Linked DNA regions of Sus scrofa: region 1 is linked to region 2. Evidence: chromatin contacts called from public Hi-C data. All regions are on one chromosome and are shown on one strand. Each heading gives the region's core, a stretch centred on a gene start, on an enhancer-like site or on the middle of the called end of the contact. The rest is flanking DNA. Distances are from core to core; before and after follow the strand shown. Region 1 overlaps LOC102165006 (a long non-coding RNA gene). Region 2 overlaps LOC102165006 (a long non-coding RNA gene).

Region 1 (4,369 bases), core at 7-2,506, 67 kb before region 2:
GAGGCTCCCAGGCTAGGGGTCTAATCAGAGCTGTAGACGCCGGCCTATGCCAGAGCCACAGCAATGCCAGATCCGAGCCACGGCTGTGACCTACACCACAGCTCCCAGCAACCCCAGATCCGTAACCCACTAAGCAAGGCCAGGGATCGAACCCGAAACCTCATGGTTCCTAGTCGGATTCGTTAACCACTGAGCCACAATGGGAACTCCTGAACCAGTTTTTTCCCCAAAGTGCTTGTGCAGTTGCAGAGTGTTGATCTTTGAAAGGAAAAAGAATTTATGCCTGTCACTCTAAAAATGTCCAGATGGTGGCGCTACTTCCCCATTGATTCCACACCCTTTCGTAGCAGTTTTAGATGGGTTTGGATGAAATGGAAGTTCGGGAAACCTTAATATGTATGTATTTTCTAATCTATGACTTTATCAGGACCCTTAATTTTTAGAGACTAAATTTCATTAAGTGATAGAAATCAGGATGACTTGGGAACTTATAAAACTTAAACTCTTGTCTTCAACAATATTTAGCTAATTGTTCAGAACTGCTCAGAATTAATTGTTACAAATTAAAAACCTATACAGTTTGGGGTGAATTTTCTTTTGTTGGAAATGGAGTGCTATGTAGAACAAAATTATAATATTCTACCATAGGTAATAATACCAACAAATATCTTATAAATTAAAGAAGCAAGGATGTTACCCCACTCAGCCATAGTATAAAATAAATTAAATTCTGATCATTTAAAATTAGGTGAAAACTTTTCTTGAAAAAAATGAAAGCTCTCTCTTCAGATACATAGGCATGGACATCACCAAGAGATTTTTCTCTTTGACTTGAACCTTATCTTTTACCTCCAAAGCCTTTGAAGTGGCTATTTTGTGTTTGTTTTATTAGAGAAATAGCCCGATTTTGGCCCTGGTACATGTTTCCAGGCCAAATGGTTACATGTTTGATGTTTTGTATCACCCCCTTCTGAGGGCTGTCTCTCCTTTGTTTTATTAGCAGTACGAAAGCCAGCATCCTCGTGGGCCTGGAGAAACAGAATTGCATTATTTATTCTCTTGGAAGTAGCATTAAAGCATTACTTTCCTCCCCAAACAATGTTTTCTAAACATTCTCTCTGATTACACAAAATTTTTAGTCTGTCCAGCTAAACCATATATTTTAAGAGGCATTTTCAAACAAGTATGTTCAGGAACTCAAGTGCTCAGGGACAAAATACAGCCCTCTGTGCAGCGTCTAGAAGTTAAGCTGCCTCCTAATAAATATATGGCGTGTGTAACTACAGGCTTGGGAGGTCTGTTCGTATTCATGGGAGTTAACAGCATAAATTCCAAGGGAATTCAGAGAACAGACACTTAAAATAATACCAGTCAAGTCGCACGAATTGCAGCATACTCAACACAGCCTGTTTAATGTGGTGTAATTTTTATTAGGTAACCGTGTGGCACTTTAAGCCAGAAAACAAAAACAACTAAATAGGCAAAATTTGGGATAATCCCTTTCTAAATGGTTAATGAGAAATAGAGCTGAGAAAACCATTCATCTGACCTGGATACCAAGACGTTTTGTGTAGGCTTTTCCCCAGCCCTGCTCAGCTATCAGCAGTCACGTTTCCAGAACTGCTCACCTGTGCCTTTTAGCTGACATGCTGTGTCTTCACAGTCATGACCATGGCAGCTAATGCTAGCGGGACACTGGCTCTCTTTGCCGAATCCCCCAGTGGCGCCCTGGGAGCGGTTTGTGTGTCTTGGTGAAGGTTATCTTTATTTACCCATGTCGTGGGTCAGCAGACGAAAACCCAAATGCATTAAAATGTCACAGGGCCGTTGCCCTCTGTGACATGCCAGTCTGGGGTGGATCTTGTTCAAATCAGAAGTTCAACAGCTGCAAGGTTTTTGATGGAAATAGGGGTGGCCTTGGTGGGTTATTTTGTACTAACTGTCTGTATTAGGAAAAAAATCAAACAAAGGGACATGGCTTTATCAACTAAGCAGAGAAATCCAAAATGGGTCCACAAAGAATGTGTACAAATATTTCTCCTTTTTTACATTCTGTCCCCATTCCACTCCCTTCATTAAAAGTGACTACGTATCCTGAAAAATTCCTTTTATTTATCAATGAGTATGTGAAACTTTTCCACCGTTAATTTTCTGCATCAGAACCATTTAGTCCAATGTCCTTTCTGGAATAAACCCTTGCAACCTACCTCCCACAAAGAATATAAACTTAGGACATGGAAATTTGAACAAAAAATATAGTTAACTCCGCTTCATTTATTTAAAGAGATCTCTAATAATGAAGGAGACTCTAAGAAAGAGATGTATCTTTGTAAATACAGTGATAGAAGTAAAATGCAGCATTTTGTATCCATAATTTTTTTTTCTTTTTTCTTTTTGGGAAAGTACTTTTGGGAAATGGACAGAAAGGCAGTATTACTTTTCCAGCATTCAGGTTCATGTGCGTTACCGTAAGTGGAGAGAAGAGATTAGTCATGATTACGTTGTGAATGGCGGGATGGGGTCACTTTTACTCTTGATTGTGTGGAATGGAGTTCATGGTTAGTGAGGTCATTGCTTTGCCCTTTTAGAAGTAATCACGATAACCTGGAATAACTGCTTCGTGTGACTTACCTGGAGATGCAGTAACGAATTAACTACTTATTGGCAAAGATATCCATTGTCCTAAAGCATAAAATTTAAAATTGGTGGTATCTCAAGCTCCCTCTCTTTTGCCCACCCTTAAAGTTTACCTCAGATCTCTTAACTGCTGCTGTTTTTTTTCTCTTACAGCTTTCACTAAAGAACTAGGGGTGGTCATCAGACAATAAATTCTCTTTGATATCCCTTCCAATTTCCTTCGAGACGGAATGTAGCTTGCCCCTGAGAAATTTAAAACGCTTTTGTTTGTTGTGGCTTAAATTGCCTCCTGAATTTTTTTTTTTTCCTGGATAACTATAGTTGACAATAGTAAGAAAAAATGAGATGGCTCCAGAGAATACACCATTTAAAAATATATTTTCACCACCCTAATTCCCTTTTGAAATAATGTTTCTGTTAGTGATTAAATAAGGAGTTTGAGTGCCCTGTCATAGTGTCTATAAATAAACTTGAGAACATGCATTATAAAGAGCCATATTTTTACGATCTCATCTCCACTAAACAAAACAATATTTTCTGGCACCTGTACACTCAGTGTTGCATGTAGTTCTTATTATGGAATTTCCTTTCTCCTTTTGAGATTGAAGATAATTACTGAATGTGATAGAAACTTTATAGCCATTAAAAATAGAACAGAAAAATGTTACCAGACGGTAAGTTGTTCAAAATAAATATGAAACAGGACTTGAGTTCTGTTTTGAATACTGGTTGGCTCTGCTAGGTTCCAAAAGGATGTAGGTTTCATTTCTTGCCTCTTGCTTCTTTAAAAAAAAATTTTTTTAAGAGCTTAGGAAAAATGCTTACTGAAACATTTAGTAGATTTGCTGGGGTTTTTTGTTTGTTTGTTTAAAATGGCTGAATTTAAAAATTTTCAAATAGCTTAACCTATACGTGTCCTTTTCCAATCAGCTTTGGCAGTGCTGTTTTGGAGATTTGGGTTGGTTTAAGCAGAGGGAATGGCATCCAGAAATGTAACGGTAAAAACAATCGTCCACGGGCCCCCCTGAACCTTCCCATATTCAACAAGACTTACTGGCGTCTTTATTATGGGGTGAGAAGAATGAGATTGGAAATGAAATCAGACACATGGAGTATCCGTGGGTGCTTGTTCCACTTAAGTTTGTTATGACTTTCAAAAATCTCGGTCTTTTATGTGTTTGTTATCTGGGTAGCGGTGATGGTAACGCAAGGCTATACAGATTTCCAATCACCCAATATTGTTTACGTTAATTATGCAGAGCTTTCTGAATACCAATTATACCTCAACAAACTGAGGAGAAAAAACTTCTGATTCTTTAAAGTTACCAAAAATATTCAGATCTTAACAAAATAAAAAGAGTGATAGCATATGGTAAATCTGCCGAAATCATTTGCAATTTAAATCTGAATTAGATCAGCTTTGTCTCCAAATTAATCCTTGTGTAGTTCAGAAATAAGGTGTTTCTTACAGACTTTATTATAATACTGCCTTTATTGTATCTCACTGTTGTATTTTACCAGCCTAAATATAGCATGATATTCACAAACCCCTTTGTGGGATTATAGTAGTCAGTTTCAGAATTACTATATGAAAATAGGGCCCAGCTCCTGGTCCAGTTTTAGAATGTAGACTGTGTCCCTTTTCCCCAGAGTTGAGGAGCCTCATCCCATTAAGTTTCACGTTCATTGACAACACGGGCCAAGCGCTCCTTCCCCAGTGTGGCAGTGCTTC
Region 2 (4,239 bases), core at 958-3,457:
TCTTAACCTGCAGAGAGTATATGTGGATGGATATTTTGCGTATGTGAGCGTGATTAGGCTTTCAACTAGCATTTAATTTCAGAACATAATCTAGCCTAACCTGTTCCCAAATCCAAAAGGATAAGAATGAGGAGAAGGAACCTCTGTGTACTGGAAGTAAACTCTCTATGTGACATCAGGCTGAGGACCACCCTCTGAAGTGTCTAAGTCCAAGTGATGCAACTATAATGCAAATAAATTGCAAAACAAAGCTATAACTCAAGCAAAAAGGCGGAGGATTTTTAAGTGGTGACAAATAATGAAACTTTGGAAGGCCTTTGGCAAAAGGGGATCTGTTAGTTTTTCTTTTAAGTTAACAGTTGTGGAAGAGAACAGAATAGTAGCACCAAAACAGAATTGTCTGGATATCATAGGATTAAGAGAAACCTTTGGGAGAATTGACACTCCTAAATGTTTCTGCAAAAGTGGCCTTCTTAATGATCGGGCTGAGAAAGTAGAATAAAACTCAAGCACCTATATGGAAAAAATTATACCGCTCCCTCAAAAATAAATAAATAAATAAGGTCACGATTGTTTGTTCTAAGAATTAATAGTTGCATTTGTAAGATAAAATTTGATAAATATAATATACATACCCTGAATAGTATTTAGTTTTACCTTGAGTTTTTGGTTCCCATTTTAGGTAGATCTGGTTTACCTGGAATTTCTTTTCCTTCACCATCTAATCTCTGGATAACAAAATTCCCTCTATCAGCTATGCCAACTACACATGTGTTCCCACATTATAGTGATAAGTTAGTAGAAGTTAAGTGTTTGCTCACACTGACTAGGCTTAAGAGGTAGCAGTGTCTCTCTGTATCCTCCGGGATCATGTTTTCTTCTTGGTTTAATCGCATATATTCCCTGGTATATTTTAGACGTTCCTCCACAGCTTGTTTTCTTTGGTTGTCTGTGGCTGGATAAGAATAAGCCAAAGGGAAGGCTGCCAAGAGCTCTGTGTGTAGGATGACAGACCCCTTTAGGGTAAGATAGTTAGAAGAACCCTTTGTGCTAAGAGCCCCTCTCTTCTAGCCTGGAGCCCCTTGGGGCCCATCCTTAACTCCTAAAAGTACATGTCCTAGTTGTAATTCTTCAACTCTCCTGAGAAAACAAGCCTGAATCTGGAGTAAAAATGCGGAGTGGTTGTATTTGTCTTCTAATCTTGCTTTCTCATGCTATTTTCTCCTTCTTCCTGAGTTCTGCTGCTTCTAAGCATTAAAAAAGCTGACTCTAAAGCGTTTGGTCCAGGCTGTCTCTACTTGGCTGTCTCTACTTGGCCAGACAGTAATGATCTCAGGTCCCTTTTCTGTAAAGTCTCTGGACTGGCCTAGATTTCTAACAGCACTTTCAGCTTGAGAAGTCTGTGATCCTAAATGAAATTCCCGGGGCATGTATACGAGAGATTGTCCACTACCACAAGTCCCCCGCCAGCCACTCCAGAGTGGCATTCACTGGTGACCGTTCCCCAGCCTGCTTCTCCAACTCACCTTCGTGAGTTTCCCTCCTCTTGAGGATTGCACCGTCGTCTTCCTGTTTTCCTACTTAGCACTCCCCACTGGCCCACTCTCAGCTTCTTGAAAATGATTCCATCATGCCAAATAAATTACAGGGCTAAGTCCTCTCGAAAGACATTTTTATAAGCTTCTTACCAGGGAGAGGTTTTTAGCTTCTTGGAATTTCCATACAAGTTTTTGTTCATAAGCTTTCATTTGCCTGACATACTCTGAACTGCATATATGGTAATTGTGAAAAAAGCCCATCTCCACCTCTAAATTCTAAGGTCTTGGGAGTCAAGAATGTTGCTAATTCAGTTTGGTGTACCTCTCTTTTCCCCAGATCCCTAGCATAGTGTCCTGTTTGGAGTTTAATAACAATCGAGTGAAAGAATGAATGAAATGAATGTGTAAATCTGTGACAGAAATGTGAGCAAAGGCCTTTGAATATCATGTATAAAATCATGTGTAAGAAATTGGCTAAATTTTTTTAAGAAATCATTACGTACAAAGAGAATGCAGGATCACGTTTGAAAAAAGCCAGGCAGGGAAAAATAAGCTTGGTTTCCCAGAGGTTCTCTTCCTCTACTTCTCAGAGATAGAGGAAGAAAAGATTGAGACCAGGTGCCAGTTCTAGGGCAGCTCGCAGTAGGTCAGAGCGCTACTCAGTTTTGTCAGAATGTCAGCAAAACTGTGGAGCAGGTCAGGCTGAACTCTTGCTCGGTCATTAATTCCTTCTTTGCTTTCTCCCTTTCATCTTCATGGGTTTAATTGTAAATTATCCCTCATTCCTCTGGGCTCTGTTTTCTTTTTTCAAGTTTGTTCCGGTGATTGCAGCCCCAAACAAAAAGTACAAATACTAAATTTCCCCATGTGAAGTTAAAAATTAAAAAAGGCCAAGATGTCACATTCAAAATAAACAAGCATTGCTGAAAGCCACCTGGTGGTTGTTGTGGTTACAACTGGTAGGAATTTTTAGAATTGCATCTTTAGGCAATAGGTTAAAAATGCAAATAAATAAACTTCCAAGGGTTTTAACTAAGAGGAGGAAAATAAAGAGTCACACAAATACCTGGATCATTTATATAATCTGATGATCCAGCATAGATATGCCTTCTCTCTAGGATGGTGTGGTTTCCCTTGCAAATTTTGGAACACATAATCAGGGACAGGGCCACCTGAGGCTGAAGTCAAACTGACTTTTTAGTGTCTGGATGCGTATAAACAAGAGACAGCAAACAATTTCCAGAAGAGAAATCACACTGCATTTGGCTTGGCCATCAGTGGTTCCATGTAATAACAACATCACTCACACATAACTTCGTTTCAGTGGCTGATATTAAGAAAAATCGTTGCTTGCAATATGATGCACAGGGCTGTCAAAATCACACATACATGGCCTTTGGTCTGAAAATTATTTTGTTTTTACAGCATCAATTCAGCAGTGAAAAGTTCATAAATTTGTATTAGGAATATGAGGGCTACGTTACATCCCAAGAAGAAAGCAAAACCCTGTTAGTGAGAAAATGTAGGTCCATCTTCTGAAATCGATGTCTAGGTCCAGCTCATGAGTCAAAGGGAATTTTCTAGAAATCAATATTGGATATAGCTCATGTTTTAAAAAAGTGAGGTCTTCAAAGAGGAATGATTCAATATTTCTGATAAAGGTAGTTGCCCCCGCCTCTAATATGACGTCTTAATTGCATCCATGTAGAAGTTTAAAGCTCTTAGGAGAAAATCCTCTTGGACTGAATTGGATAAACGTTGAGGTCTGAGGTGAGGAGGTTTATCTCAGTGAGAGAACTGGTTATTGTTTTGTAAAAGAGAATGATAGGTGGAGTCGCCAACCTAATGCAATAAGCACCGCTTTTAGGAGAAATTTGAAAATAAGCCCATAAAGACAAAACTGAAACCAATCATTTCCTTGTAAGAGAAAAACAAGTAGAATTAAGTCTCAACACCCATATCAGAAAAGTCACTGGGGAGAAGGTTTCTATGTAGATTTAGCTTTGGGGTTCAGCAAGAAACCAGAGGCAGCCAGCAGTTGAGCAGTGACAGTTTGCTGATACTTTGCTCCTCTGTCGTGTGCTCAACAGTCTTCATTTACTAGGAGCCAGCAAGAGAATATTTATGTCGAATGCTTCCTGCTCTGCCTGTAAAAGGGTTGTGAAAGTAGAGAACGTAGAACTTTCTTCCTAGGATCCTCTTTGCTTTCTTCATTGTTCAGTTGAAACAGTCAAGGAGCAAGAGTTGTGATTTTTTTTTTTTTCCATAAAGCAGCTGCCCTTAATAAGAGCTGGATTTTTGACATTAGGTAGAAAACGGATGGAGTCTACAAAGCAACTGCCCTGGAGAAGGAAAATCTCTCCAGTGCATCAGGAATTCTGGTTCCCAAAGCAAACTGAGTCCAAACGCGGCATGACAGCTCATCCTCACGTTACAGTCAAGGGACCAAGAGGGACCCAGACATTTAGGACCTTCTGCCTTAACCGTCTCCTCATCTTTCCCTAAGAGGACATAGTCCACAGCGCCCGCTGACCTGACTGGGTGTGTGTTTTTCTGACCATCACTGCTGAGTCCTGCTGGGGCTCATTCCTCCACTGTGCCCCCATTTTCCCCCATGTGGGAAAGACGCAGGGAATACCACAGATGAACCTTTGTCACCTCGTGTTCTTATCTATTACTTGGTAGTGATCCAGCTCACTTC

Evidence for each region. A called contact is a pair of places that touch in the nucleus more often than the background predicts.
Region 1: a Hi-C map of liver shows a contact between it and region 2, with 8 times the contacts expected there. The contact joins two enhancer-like sites. A contact is called at or near these places in 1 of 5 promoter capture datasets (liver) and 3 of 47 Hi-C or Micro-C datasets (embryonic fibroblasts and liver).

What each region holds. Positions count from the first base shown.
Region 1 is chr18:46,917,633-46,922,001 of Sscrofa11.1, reverse strand. All of the region lies in intron 1 of LOC102165006 (a long non-coding RNA gene), which reads left to right. Among named protein-coding and RNA genes, the nearest start is that of TRNAK-UUU, 140 kb to the left of the region's middle. Within about 2 kb of position 1,256, at least 7 of the 83 cell types and tissues checked have an H3K27ac peak or open chromatin away from gene starts, as enhancers often do. A contact at or near this core is called in liver, where this site is marked.
Region 2 is chr18:46,851,364-46,855,602 of Sscrofa11.1, reverse strand. All of the region lies in intron 1 of LOC102165006 (a long non-coding RNA gene), which reads left to right. Among named protein-coding and RNA genes, the nearest start is that of TRNAK-UUU, 200 kb to the left of the region's middle. Within about 2 kb of position 2,207, at least 6 of the 83 cell types and tissues checked have an H3K27ac peak or open chromatin away from gene starts, as enhancers often do. A contact at or near this core is called in liver, where this site is marked.